3 separate regions of the Zea mays genome follow, and regions 1 and 2 are each linked to region 3. Evidence: chromatin contacts called from public Hi-C data. All regions are on one chromosome and are shown on one strand. Each heading gives the region's core, a stretch centred on a gene start, on an enhancer-like site or on the middle of the called end of the contact. The rest is flanking DNA. Distances are from core to core; before and after follow the strand shown.

Region 1 (4,366 bases), core at 45-2,544, 310 kb before region 3:
AAAATCAAAAGAATGAAGTGCATTTTCATCAATTAGACTAGAGAGATTGCTCCAGGTGGCTTAACTTGTTGCATATTCATTTTTATTTGCCAGTGATCAAGGTGAAGGGAAACATCTACCTGACATCATCTAATGTACGCCCTGTTTTCATTGTGTAGCTCTGGCGTGGACGCAGTAGATTCAAGTCTGAATCTGTTTCGGTTGAAGAGGTTAAAAGGGAAAACTCATCCTTATTTCCAGAAGCAGACCCATAGCTCAAAATCACAGATACATGAATACGCGAAGCAATAGCTGAACCAACAGGCGCAGATTCCAAGACTGCACCAACTAATTTGTCGAGCCGATTGATATCTGTCTTCATTCCTAACTTTCCTAACTTGCTGCTTGTGTTCTCCATGGCAACATGCATGAAGACTAGATCGAATTCAGATGTTTCCTGCACATCCCCATCCGAGAATCCTAGCAGATCAAATGCTCTTTTGATTAATCCATCCTCTTTAGTAATGCTGGACGAGCCAGATTGTGGGGCAAAATCATTGGTTTTAAAAACATGGAAACCAAGATTCGCTGCGAAGGAGCTGACATGGGGGCAACTGGTGACCAAGGCAGCTCTCAGGCCCATAAACCTGAAATTTCAGGGCAGCTACAACTGGTTAGTACTCTTACAAGATTAATTAACATCTTGTAAAGCACATGGATGGCACATGCATCCAGTTAGTACCCACCTCTCAAACAGCTTGGGAACCACGAGCTCCTGTGGATCCACTTGGGCAACTTCTTGACCACTTTCCTCATTCTAAAATGTAACAAGTTCAAGCACTATTACATACATCTCTTACTTTCTCGAGCAATCACTCCATTCCAACACAAATGGGAAGCAAGATCTCACCTTTCCGGGGTAGAGATGATCGTAAACGTCGAGCAGCTGCGCCAGTTCCAAAATCGTGCTGCTATTATCCTCGGTGCCTAGGCGTATCACAGCACAGAACTACGAACTGAGCGGCGACAAGTGACAAAGATGACGGGAGGTGAAGTCCGATGGATTAGTACCGGTCGTAGGATGGGAAGTCGGCGGGGAGCGTAGGGTGAGAAGGCCGCAGCAGGCGCGGGAGGCGAACGCGTCGAGGTGGCTCCCCGCGGCTGCGGAGCCCGGCGGGGGGATGAGCGCCGCGGCGTGGCCGGCGGCGTAGACGACCAGCGCGCGGCTCGGCTTGTCCGCCATGGCCGCACCCGCACTTCTCTCGCCGGAGTCGCCTACTTGCCTCCTTTACTCTCTGTCTGCCCCCTCCGCGGTGCCACCACGCGTCTGGACAGGGCCCACGTGTCACAAGGACGACAAGATTATTAATGGGCTGATCATGGGCCTCTAAACTGACTAGGCCCACTTGCAAAATTCTAACAGCCACCAACGTCCGCGCAGAAAAAAAAAGCAGGAAAAAAGTCGAGAAGGAAAACCCCTAACCCTAGGCAAGGGCCTCCCCCGCCGTCTCGTGTCGGCATAAACCCCAGCCGTCTCTCCTCGACTCTCCGAGGCACGGCCCTGCCTCTCCGCCTCGACTCTGTGGTAAGCATCGCGGCGAGGGAGCTCCGATGGCCGGGAAAAAACGGACCCAGACTGATCGCGCGGTTCTGGAGGCGGTGCCTGCCTCGGACGCTATCCGGAATGAGGCTGCAGCTGCGGAGGCGCCGGCGAAGAAGAAGCTGGCCATGGAGCGGAAGAAGGAGCGGAAGGAGATGGATAAGGAGCGCCACCGCCAGTCGGCCGAATTTGCCAAGCCCCAGCCGCCGGCAGCGGAGTCTGCGGCTCCTGTGAATCCCCCGGCCGCTCCGGTGGCTGTGGGACCGGGACTGCACATGAACGTGTTCAGAGACCTGGCATCACCAGAGGCATCGGTTAGAGAGGCTGCAGCCGAGGCGCTGGTGGTGGAGCTCCGGCAAGTGCAGAAGGCGTACGAGAAGAGCGCGCGGAATGGGGAGAGGGATGCTGGTGATGGGGATACGCAGATGGAGGCTGAGAAGGACGACGGGCTGGATAACTGCGCCCCATCAGTGCGTTACGCCATCCGGCGGCTTATTCGTGGCATCTCTTCTTCTAGAGAGGTAGAAATGTTTTTCCATGAGTTCAGGACAAGCTTAGTTTGAGTTGGCTGATGTCACGATCTGCTTTACTCTATTAACTTCGGAAATTTGTTTGCAGTATGCAAGGCAAGGATTTGCTTTGGGTCTTGCCGCTGTCCTCGAATCGATTCGGGCAATCAAGGTGGAAGCAATTATGAAGTTGATCCCTAATTTATTGGAACATTCATCTTCTATGAAGGGACCGGTAAATTGAAAAACTAATGTCACTACTCAGTACTCATTATGGCTATCAACATGTCTCTTTCCTGTTTTGATGGCAACTTACGTTTCTGTTTAGGAAGCTAAGGACAATCTTTTGGGGCGCCTGTTTGGATTTGGAGCAATTGAGAGGTCTGGTCGTGTGTCACGACAGTGGTCACGTGACAAAAGCTCACCCATTGTTAAGGAATTTGTGAGTGTGGTTGTAGAACTCGGTGGCAAGAAACGATATTTGACGGAGCCTGCAGTTGCTGTGATTCTGGATTTAGTCAGGAAGGTACATCTTTCAAGCACACACTGATACGGCTTTAACACGTGATACTCTTTTATTATAGTGTGATGCATATAATGTTAGGATTAAACTTTTTGCGCCGCTGCCAGTGATAGAAACGTGCAGTTTTTTATATATTTATCATTGTTAATTTCATGTTATGTATTCCCCGTTCTTTTTTTTGAATCAAGTTATTTTAATTAATTAGTGATCTTACCAGTGTTATATAAAAACGAACGGAGTAGCTAATTAACAAAATAATTGCAGACTTGAAGCAAATAATTTTGTTGGACTATATGTATGTATGAATATGAGGTGTAGTTTTACCCTATCCGTCTGATAGAAGTGCTAATTTTTCACTTGAAGATGACATCTTGTTGTCCTAGTACCACAGTTGGATGTGTCCAAATATTTCACAAAAGCAAAAAGAACAATGACGGAGGAAAACAAAATTAAAGAGACTGAAGTTAGGGCCCATGCGCAAAGCAGTGGAGACAAATAAAATGTTACTATCATACTACCTCTGTTGTTTTATACTTGTATTGATGCGGACATGATCTGAATTATATTTGGCCATTACTTATAAGCATTTGTTGTTATAAAAATGTTAAATTTTGAAGTACTTGCATGAAAAATATACTAGTACTCTTTTCATATGACACAATTATAGTTAGTAAACCCTTTTTTTGTGTGGAAGGTTTGGCCTGTGGATGGTATCGTACTAAAGGTGTTTAGCCCAATTTGGATTGCCAGAATCACTCATCAAATATGATTGTGTGCTGTCGCAACGCACCGGAACTAGTACTGTTTTCATATGGCACAATTATAGGCAATCTCTTGTTCATAACAATAAATTTTGACAGTTTATTATATTTTAAAATCTGCTTTAATAAATATTCCTTTGCAGCGACTTGCTTTACAATACATTTTTTGTTGGTAGGAGCTTTCATGGTATCCTTATCACGAGTTACATTTTTATTTGCCTTTTTCTAATGGGTATTGTTGTGACAGAAGAGATTATTAATAGCTCTATATGAGCATGGACTGCATGGTTATGGCAGTTGTTATGTTAGCATTGTATTAGTTAATTATTTAGAAGTTGCAAGTTGCAACATTATGGAAAAAAGGAATCATGAACAAGATGTCAAGTGAATCCTCATACATTTGCAGTGGCCAGTGGCACATTTGTAGTAGTACCGTTATCAAGGTTATTAAAACGGTAAAATGTTGGAACGCTCATGGATCAAAATTTGACTTTTAAACGTTTAAACTTTGTTTAAACGTAGTTTTAAACAACACAGGAAAAATACCAATACATCATAATTTCAGACAATAATATGAAGTTAAATACCAAAATAGAGAGATTAGTGGCCTACCAAAACTTCACCCATGAGCTAGATTGAACCTCAAAAGTAACTAATAGACTGGACCCAAAAGTAGCTAATGGTCTAAAATGCATAAAACACTGCGTTTTACAGTTTAGAACGCCAAAACGTGGTTTCAACCTCTAATTAGAGTTTTGACGTTTAAACTTACTTTAAACATCGTTTAAACGTAGTTTTAATAACACTGACCGTTATTTTGCCACTTGGTTTATTTGGTATCTGCTAACCTATCTTTTGTTGTAGCTGCCTGATGAAGCCATACTATCTGAGGTTCTTGAAGTTCCTGGTGTTCAAGATTGGTTTAACAAAGCTGCTGAGGTTGGAGATCCAGATGCACTCTTTCTAGCTTTGAAGTTGCAAGAGAGAACTATTG
Region 2 (4,155 bases), core at 1,088-3,587, 310 kb after region 3:
GCTGCAGTCTGGATCACCAGAAATTTTACATCAGCCGGATGTGGTGGTGCTATTTATCCTCGACAAGAAATCTAGAGGCTTAGGTTAGTCGAAAAAAAACTCACTGTATCTGCATCAGTTTCTGAACTTCGTTCATGTATATCGCCTCATGAACTCTGTAAACCTTTCACTTGCAAGACACGATAATCAGTTTAGGCCCTGTTTGGGAACAAAGTTTTTGAAAACTACAGTTTTTGAAATACTATACTATACTTTAGTTATGACAATACCGTAGTTTATAATACCGCAGTTTTGAAAACTGAGGTCCAGAGCTAAGTTTAGAATGCCTTAAAACAACTATAGTATTTGCAATACTTCAGTTTTGAAAACAGAGATTTTACCCAGCTTGCCAAACACCATTATGTATATAATACTGCAGTATTTGAGAATACTGCAGTATTCTTCCAAAACTGCAGAAAAACTTTGTTCCCAAACACCCCCTTAGGGTTTTCGAGCCCTCCTTCACTCCTGGTACATCATCCATCTAGCTGTACCTGTCCAATGAGCTACTGATCTGATCATCCATCTAGCTGTACCCTTCTGCTGCTGTGTATTGTAATGTAAGGCCATCAACATGTATACCGCCGCAACAGCTGGGCAGTGGGACCCGGCGGGAAGTACAGGTACAGGGTGATGTTCTGTTTGGTAGAATGTTATAGCCTTTGCGCATCATTCGGAAATTTGAAATATGTCGGTGCTTTTTTTTTTTTGCAATATTCGTCCTCTAATTAAAATATGTGATCCTGGTTGTGACAATGTTTCCTACAGTAGACTAATCATGTCTGTTGTGACAAATGTTTCCAGTGGTAGACTAATCGTGTTAGCTGAAATTCATTTTCCAGTGGCGCAAGATGCAGAGAGCTTGAAGAGAAACAGTTCATTGTGTTTCTAATTTTTTTCTAATTTTTTCTGATTTTCTTGAAGTATTTTCTCTCTCTCAAAAAGATTGTTTTGCCCTTGGCTTTCAAATAGTGGCAGCACTCGATTGTTACGACGTACCCAATAGTATTCATATAACCAAACCAAACCCAAGGGTGTTTATCTGACCCCGAAATATATTGTTCGCTTCTGCGACTTGCTGTAGTTTTAATTTGACTGCGGCTTATATAGTATTTTGTTTCTATATATTGTACCTGCAGCAATTCGAACAGCTGTAGTAGCTGTGGCAGGGCAGTCCATGTAAGTGTCATGTAGTATTCAATTGTCACCAGCATTTGTTGTTACCTAGTAGGCCTTAGGCTTGTTTTTTTTGCTTTTCTAGGCTATGTGGATTAGGGGGTGTTTGGTTCTGTGGACTAAAGTTTAGCCCGGGTCACATCAAGCGTTTGACTTTCAAATAGGAGTATGAAATATAGACCCAACCAACTGTACTAGATTCGTCTCACTTTTTAATCTTCGGCTGAGAAATTAGTTTTATAATCCGACTACATCTAATACCCCCAACGAAGGTTCAAATATTCGATGTGATAATGGCTAAATTTTAGCAGGGGCAAACCAAACACCCCCTTAGAAGAGATTAGAAAAAATATTATAAAAATATTTTAACTTATTTAAGATTTAAACTCTTTCAATCCCACTAAACCACATGAATTAAGAGCAGAGGCCCTTACAATTTTTTTATTTATTTTTTGTTTCGTATGAAACGAGGGTATCTACTACGACCAGGTGGCTCGGGTAAAAAACGACAGACTGTTGCCTGCTGCCTGCTGGGGCCGCTGCGGGCCTGCCGCTGCACTCGGTGACAAATTGGGAAAAAAATTTGCTGCAGCCGGGCTGCAAACCAGGATGTTTGCAGTCCCTCATAGAAAAGAAGATAGGGCCCACCTGCAGGTTAATAAGACAACTAAAACGTTACCTGGTGGACCTGCAGGTGGGCTCTATCTTCCTTTTTGTGAGGGGCTGCAAACATCATCGTTTGCAGCCGGGCTGCAACAAATTTTTTCCGAATTGGGAAAAAAATTTGCTGCAGCCGGGCTGCAAACCAGGATGTTTGCAGTCCCTCATAGAAAAGAAGATAGGGCCCACCTGCAGGTTAATAAGACAACTAAAACGTTACCTGGTGGACCTGCAGGTGGGCTCTATCTTCCTTTTTGTGAGGGGCTGCAAACATCATCGTTTGCAGCCGGGCTGCAACAAATTTTTTCCGACAAATTGACTGACCGACCGCTGCTGCCGCGCAACGTTGACCGGTCAAACGGGCCCCCATCCCTTCCCGCTCGGCCGCTCCTATCCATCTCTTTCTCTGTATCTATCTGGTACCAGGCACCAGCCAGCCATTGACCCACTCACCCACCCACCCGCGCGCCGTCGGCGTCGCCATCACCGTCGCACCGCGCGCTGCTCCCAGCCTCCCTTTCCCTTCCCTGGCTGCTTGGCTGGGTTAGTTGATTGACTCCCAGTAAAACGGGCAGCACTGCACGGCACGACAGAACCCACTCGGCCACTCCCGCCTCTCTCTACTATACCCAGCTACTCGCACGCAGATCCACCCACCCACCCATCGTTCCTTCCGTTCCGTCCGTCCACTTGCCGTTGCCGACCACAACCCGCTCCCGGAGGACGGCGGGATGAGGGGGCAAGCCAACGGAGTGGAGGACCGCCGGCAGCGGGGCGACGACCACGAGGCGGACAACGACGGCGAGGAGGCGGAGGAAGAGGAGGGCGACGACGAGGGCCGCCACCGGGGCCAGGGCCCGCCGCAGCAGCGGCGGCACCAGGCCCAGAGGCCGTACTCCGGCCCGCAGCAGCAGCAGCAGCCGCGCCCGCCGCCGCCGCTCGCCAGGAACGTCGGCTACGTCGGCAAGCATCGCCTCTCCGCCGCCATCGCCCGCCTCGACCAGGAGCTCCAGTCCCTCCAGGTTACTACTGCGCTCAGCTTGCTCCCCTCCCCTCCCCGCCCTCCTCTCCCTCGCACCTTTGCTCGATCAACGGCAACCGCGGTCGACTCCTTCCTAGCTCGTCCGTAGTAGAGTCAACCTGCTGCTGCCACAGCCAGGCGCGATCCAGATCTTGCCTGCCGCGTATCAAGCTGCGCGATTCTAAGCATCGAATCCGGTGCCCCGTTCGTGCCGTGTCCCGCGCATCGTATATTGCTGCTCGATTTGTTATGCGTTTTTTTTTGTGCCTCTATGCAAGCAAGCAGAAGGAGGGGAATACCTTGCTGGCTTGCTGTCTAGTGCTGCAGTGGGAAACTGTAAATGGAGGACGACCCAGGTAGCGGTGGAGGCAAAACACTTTATTCACCTATATATATCTTTACTGTATGAAGTGCAGGAAGCCGATTGTGAAGCTACCACAAAAAAAAAAGTCAGCAAGATATGCATTAGAAAATGCTTGATATGCATGTGCGATGATACAAGATCAGCAAGCGGAAATGCTTAGAAAAAAAACTGTTCTTATCGATCCTCACTGCACCAGAGTAACTCGATTGGAAAGGAAACATTTGAAAGAAATTGCCAGTACTCGCCATTTGCACCTATCTGCTGTCACTCTGTCTACAGAAACACAGGGCCTTTTCTTCTGGATGTGGAGGGCCATCTGGAACTTGTTAGCGAGGCTTCGTCTTGTAGGGTGGTGGTTTTGATTTCCCATCATGTTCTTTGATCAGTCTGGCGTCTAGAGATATGCGGTGGTTAGATACTTTTGAATATCTGCTGTTTCTTTGCACAAGATGAGCAGAACACTAATCTAAAAAAACATTACTCTAATCAACTGATCGTTTGAGTTTAAAAGGAATATTAATGATCAATACTTGGTGCTGACTATTTGCGTTACTTGTTTAGAGATTTTTAGAGGACACGGGACATCCGAATTTATCATGTGCCAGTTTTTTTTAAAAAAAAACATCAAAAAGTCATGTATGTAGTACACAGACTTAAATATAGCTAAGGATAAGATCAAGCAGAGCTGGCACTACAACAATGCCCTAGATGTCGAGAGTCAAAATTAGCAAGCAGTGGTACTAATCATATGTTCATAGTACAAAGTTGAATAAAAACTGAAGAGATGATCAAGTCGAGGAAGTGGATCAATTTGGTGGCTTTGATTTTTTTCCCTAGAGTACATGGAGTTGTAAATTGAAGCTGGTTTTAGGGTAGCACTTCATCATAGATGAAT
Region 3 (4,625 bases), core at 770-3,269:
ATTAACCTTTTGGTTCTGTTTCAGCTTCAAGATGCTGGGTGTTGGAATGATGCAGCTACTTTGGCCGCAAGCCATTTGCATGGATCTGACTACGCAAGGTATAATTCAAATATGAAAATTTACTTATATCCGAAAGGATGAATATTGTGCTCCCTAAGTACTTACAAAACCGCCTTTGTGTTTTGTGTTTCAACTTATTTAATTTAGTCAATCTTGCTTGGCCTATCCACCCATGCTTGTGATTTTGTGAATCTCACAACCAAGTTGAATGGAATATGAAAGTAAATTAGGAGGCTGATGATATCAAATTTATAATCTAGTTATCAGTGTGTGTGTGTGTGTATATATTGTGACGGACTGAAATCACAAACCAATTGGCCACATATCTTTTTTTTTCCAGCACAGGGTGAAGCCCAAATGTAGCTTTGCCAGTTCTTGAAGCCAACCAGTAGCTAAAAGAACCTTCTGTTTTGTAATTTGTATTAAAGGTGCTTGATTTGTGCAGGGTGCTGCAGAGGTGGGCCGATTATGTTCTTCGTGGTGAGCACAATATGTGGAGGTAAAGATTGACCTGGAACAGCTAACAAGTAACAGAAGAGTCTGATTGTTTTTCCTCTTCGTGTTACTAACACAGTGGTTGCATCTTGTACAGAGCTCTTATCCTATACGTTGCTGCTGGAGCACTGCCAGAGGCTTTGGATACACTTCGCAAGAGCCAGCGCCCAGATACCGCAGCCATGTTCTTGCTAGCTTGCCACGAGACCTACTCACAAGCCTTATCAGAATCAGAGCCCGAGGACGACACTTCCGTGTTAGCACTGACGCCGACGCCGGAGCAGACGGAGAAGCTCCGGTTCCCTTCCAAGAATGTGGCCGACGAGGACCTGATCGCAGTCAGTGAGGTCTTCGGGCAGTACCAGCAGAAGCTGGTTCATCTCTGCATGGACGCCGAACCGACGTCTGACTGAATCGCACGCCTTGTCGCATGGCAGACTGATGCGGGCGTGGATTCTCCGTTTTTGAAGCTTATTATTATCAACAGGTTGCAAATTCCTTCCAAGTTTCTGCGAAGCTTTTTGTTCTGTCTGTTGGTAGGTACCAGACGTCCAGACATGACATCGGGACTGCTGATGTGGCAGAATCTGATGGCAGGAGGCAGGAACAGACATGCAGTGCTGTATCGTAGGTGCCAATGGTTGGCACTGTTTATACATACGTAAGCATTTGTATTTGGTACAAGCTATGTTTTTTTTTTCTTTGGTGCGCAAAGAGCGAGTGCGCAGCGAACTTCTCTTGTGGCCGAGATGAGATGAGAACAGATGCCATCGAGGCAGCAGCAGACGATATACTTACACCTGTACACCCATGACAGTTTTTGTCTGAAGATTGGTTATTATATGCTTATCTGCAAATGCATCGCTTCAGGCCCTGGAGACATCGCTGTCACTGGATCCATCGTCATTGCCGATCCGTGCAGACATTGTTTTGGAGGTCCGAAAGCTACGTTCTTGTCGCATTCAAGCCCTCCATGATTATGGATGATGGATAATGATAACAGGTGATGGATAGTGTGATTATATCTTCAAAAAAAAAAACGTGAAATCCCTGTCGATGTAGGCCCCAATCGCCCAAAGACCCATAAGGCCATAACACAGCTAGCTATTAACTATTTATTGGTGATGATAATGTTTTGGATAATGTGATTATCTCGTGGAAGTGAACATAGACCAGGTAGGAAAACCGGGCATTGTCTTGCCGATTTGATACATGTCAATATAGATGACCCTCTAGTTGTTACTACCTCCGTTCTCGAATATTTGTCGCCCGCTAGTTCATTTTTGAACTAAAACGCGACAAATAAAAAAGAACGGAGGGAGTATTAGCTAATGAAGAAGAAGAATCGTCTATTTTGGAAAGGAGGGGTTAAGCCAGAATCAGAGTGTCAGAAAAGATCGGATGTTCCAGCTGTCAACTGAGCTAATCAGAGAGGGGAGGGGGGGGGGGGGGGGGGGGGGGGGGGGGGGGGGATGGTAGCACGGAATCTGGTGTCCGTCCCGTAGGCCTCCACTTCCCCGTTTCGTTAAACCGGATAACACCTAGATAATCCGACGCATTACGGATACGGCATTAGCATCCCATCCCATCCCACCCCACCAACTTGGCTGTCCCCACACACACTGCTTCCTTCGTCAGGCCCTTGCCACGCTGCGCGGCGCCCTCACCTGATCGCCGTCGCCTTCCTCCTCCCTCCACGCCGCTTCGGCCCTCACCCTCGTTGAACTCGCGCGCGGAACGGTTCCCTCCCTCGTGTTCCGCTCCGGCTCCAGCTCCGTTTCCGCTTCACCTGCTCTTTCCCTCGGCTCGAGCAAGGTGAGATTCCCCCCCGCGGCCGTGCCAGCTGGATCGAACGTTTCGTCGTTGGCTACTATCCTGTCGGTGTCAATCGCCACCCGCGACTGCGCCGTTTTGTTCTACTTTCTTCTTTCGATAACCTTAGCTTGGCGTCGCTCGCAGGGAGATTTGGTTTAGGGCCGCCGGGCTGGGCACGAGCGAGAGACGGGCGTCAGGCATGCCGGGAGGGGAGGACGTCCGTAAGGTCTCGCGCCAGGACATACAGCTTGTGAGCGCCCCCCGCCTTGTTCCTTCCCTCCTCCATCTCTCTCTCTCTCTTTTTAACTTGCTTTCGATTATTTTTCCCTATATATTTGATAACCTGAATACCTGGTAGGCTCGGTGAGAAGTAAATGGCCTCGATTAGGGTTACAGATGGTTGTGCTGTTGCAACGGTTGCATGCCCTCGTTTGGGCTCTGCTTGCATACTCTAGGTCATGGGCATGTGCCAGTCCCGGTTGGTCATGATTCATGAACACGGAGCTGGAGAGGTGGATGGAGGGGGAAGGGTGTGCATGGGTAAGAGAGGGGGTGGGGAATTTATGGATGCTGCTACTGTTGGGTATCTGTAATAATGATGTGTGCTAAAGGAGAGACTCGTGCGCTTCTGTTGTCGTATGCAAAAGCAGAATGCGTACTAGTAAGAGGATGTTTGAATGCACTAGAGCTAATAGTTAAGTTGGCTAAAAATTGCTAGTGAAATTAGCTAGATTGTTTGGATGTCTTCAACTAATTTTAGCAGCTAATTATTAGCACTAGTGCATTCAAACACACCCTAAGTCCGATGAAGTTGAGCTATGAGATCTATTGAAGTTTCGGCGTACTTGTCCTGTTTTCACGTGTCCGTTTGCCTTTTTTGGATGTCGAATCTTTCGGATGAACTTTCAGTTTTCAGGTGGGGGGGGCACGTATCCGTTACTTAAGTTGACTTGTTCTTGCCAGTGTCATATGTCATAACCTCCAAATTTTTTTCACTCTCATTTTCCCTCTACCATTATCACATACAGATAGCTGCCTTGTGGTTCCTGAAATGTGCCTGCATCTGTCTATCACATTCTATGCACAATTGACAAAGCCCATTGTATATGTTTTTTGTTCTCTTAACTGGGATTGAATTTTGTGTTCGTCGTGGTCGGATTCTGTGCTAGTTTTCTCTTGCGTCATGTACTTAAAGCAATAAACCCTCATTGAAAAACTGTTTTACAGGTCCAGAATCTCATTGAACGTTGCCTTCAGCTATATATGAACCAGAAAGAAGTGGTGGACACCCTATCTTTCCAGGCAAAAATAGAACCTAGTTTCACTGAGCTTGGTAATTCTCTTCTATTACCAGAAGTGACTTTCCTGTCCAATCAGCACTTTTAGCTTATTTCACAATTTGATACAAGTTTTCGGTTTTGTAAATGATAACGCATCACGGTCACAACACTGTGAGCTCTGCTATTGTAAATTCACTTAGCATAAAGCCATAAACTTCCCTTGAAATTGGAGAAACAATGGTTTATTGCATTTGAGTGGTGTACATGTTTATTTTATTAAAGCATGATTGCCATGATGATGTCACTCAGGAAGTCCTTTTTTTGTTCCGTTGACTGAGAATAACTATTACTGTTCATTTGCATACAAACATAACTTGCTTAGTTGGTATGTTTTTATTTTTTATGATGAAATCTCAGGACATATTATTTTCATTTTTATTAGACCATCAATTTATCGCCCCCAGCCTTTTATAGACTTGGGCACGTATGCATGATCTGTAAACCAGAAACATAAGGATCATTTTGTATGCCCTCTGTTGTGGACCTATAATGAATGACTCAGTGGCAGCACAATTTTTTTTTTCGAAAACGCGCAGGAGAGCTGCGCCCTTTTATATATTAAGAAGATAGGGAAAAAGGTCTAAAGTAGACCAAACGTCAGCAGGCCTCCTCACAGGGGCCAGAAAATAGCATACAAAAAAGAACTCATCATGTGAAAGGAACAAACATATGTTCTATAATCAATTCATCAACGTGTGGCTTTGCATTATGCAACTTTTTTTTGTTTGGAAATGTTATGGTCGCTAGATCGGTGAGGGATTGGAGAGGGAATTCGATGGTTGGGGCTGCTGGTGGAGGTGGTGTGGTACTGTTCACAGGATGCCGGCCGGGGGTCTCTGCCCACGGCCGAGCAAGAGGGGGGGTTTCCCTTCTAATTCTTGCTTGCTTTATTTCTCATCCATTGATTACATAAAT

What was found. Hi-C and Micro-C count contacts between places; a contact is called where the count stands out from the background.
Region 1: a contact with region 3 is called in a Hi-C map of leaf, with 3 times the contacts expected there. The contact joins the promoter of LOC100191155 here to the promoter of LOC103626595 in region 3. A contact is called at or near these places in 5 of 25 Hi-C or Micro-C datasets (ear, leaf, leaf mesophyll and 1 more).
Region 2: a contact with region 3 is called in a Hi-C map of endosperm, with 2.2 times the contacts expected there. The contact joins the promoter of LOC100191839 here to the promoter of LOC103626595 in region 3. A contact is called at or near these places in 5 of 25 Hi-C or Micro-C datasets (bundle sheath, ear, endosperm and 2 more).

What each region holds. Positions count from the first base shown.
Region 1 is chr5:78,718,214-78,722,579 of Zm-B73-REFERENCE-NAM-5.0, forward strand. LOC100191155 reads right to left here and starts at 1,295. Exons shown (of 6, transcript NM_001136591.1): 1 at 1,051-1,295; 2 at 890-966; 3 at 726-796; 4 at 120-626. The coding sequence starts at 1,222. LOC103626594 reads left to right here and starts at 1,378. Exons shown (of 8, transcript XM_008647003.4): 1 at 1,378-2,100; 2 at 2,198-2,323; 3 at 2,417-2,614; 4 at 4,237-4,366. The coding sequence starts at 1,591.
Region 2 is chr5:79,343,638-79,347,792 of Zm-B73-REFERENCE-NAM-5.0, forward strand. LOC100191839 reads left to right here and starts at 2,338. Exons shown (of 4, transcript NM_001158370.2): 1 at 2,338-2,897. The coding sequence starts at 2,607. It overlaps LOC103626596 (probable methyltransferase-like protein 15), which reads left to right. Exons shown (of 5, transcript NM_001301525.2): 5 at 1-512.
Region 3 is chr5:79,029,017-79,033,641 of Zm-B73-REFERENCE-NAM-5.0, forward strand. It overlaps LOC103626595, which reads left to right and starts at 2,020. Exons shown (of 8, transcript XM_020538423.3): 1 at 2,020-2,370; 2 at 2,515-2,620; 3 at 3,598-3,703. The coding sequence starts at 2,570. It overlaps LOC100193851, which reads left to right. Exons shown (of 21, transcript NM_001350703.1): 19 at 25-98; 20 at 506-559; 21 at 653-1,402. The coding sequence ends at 968.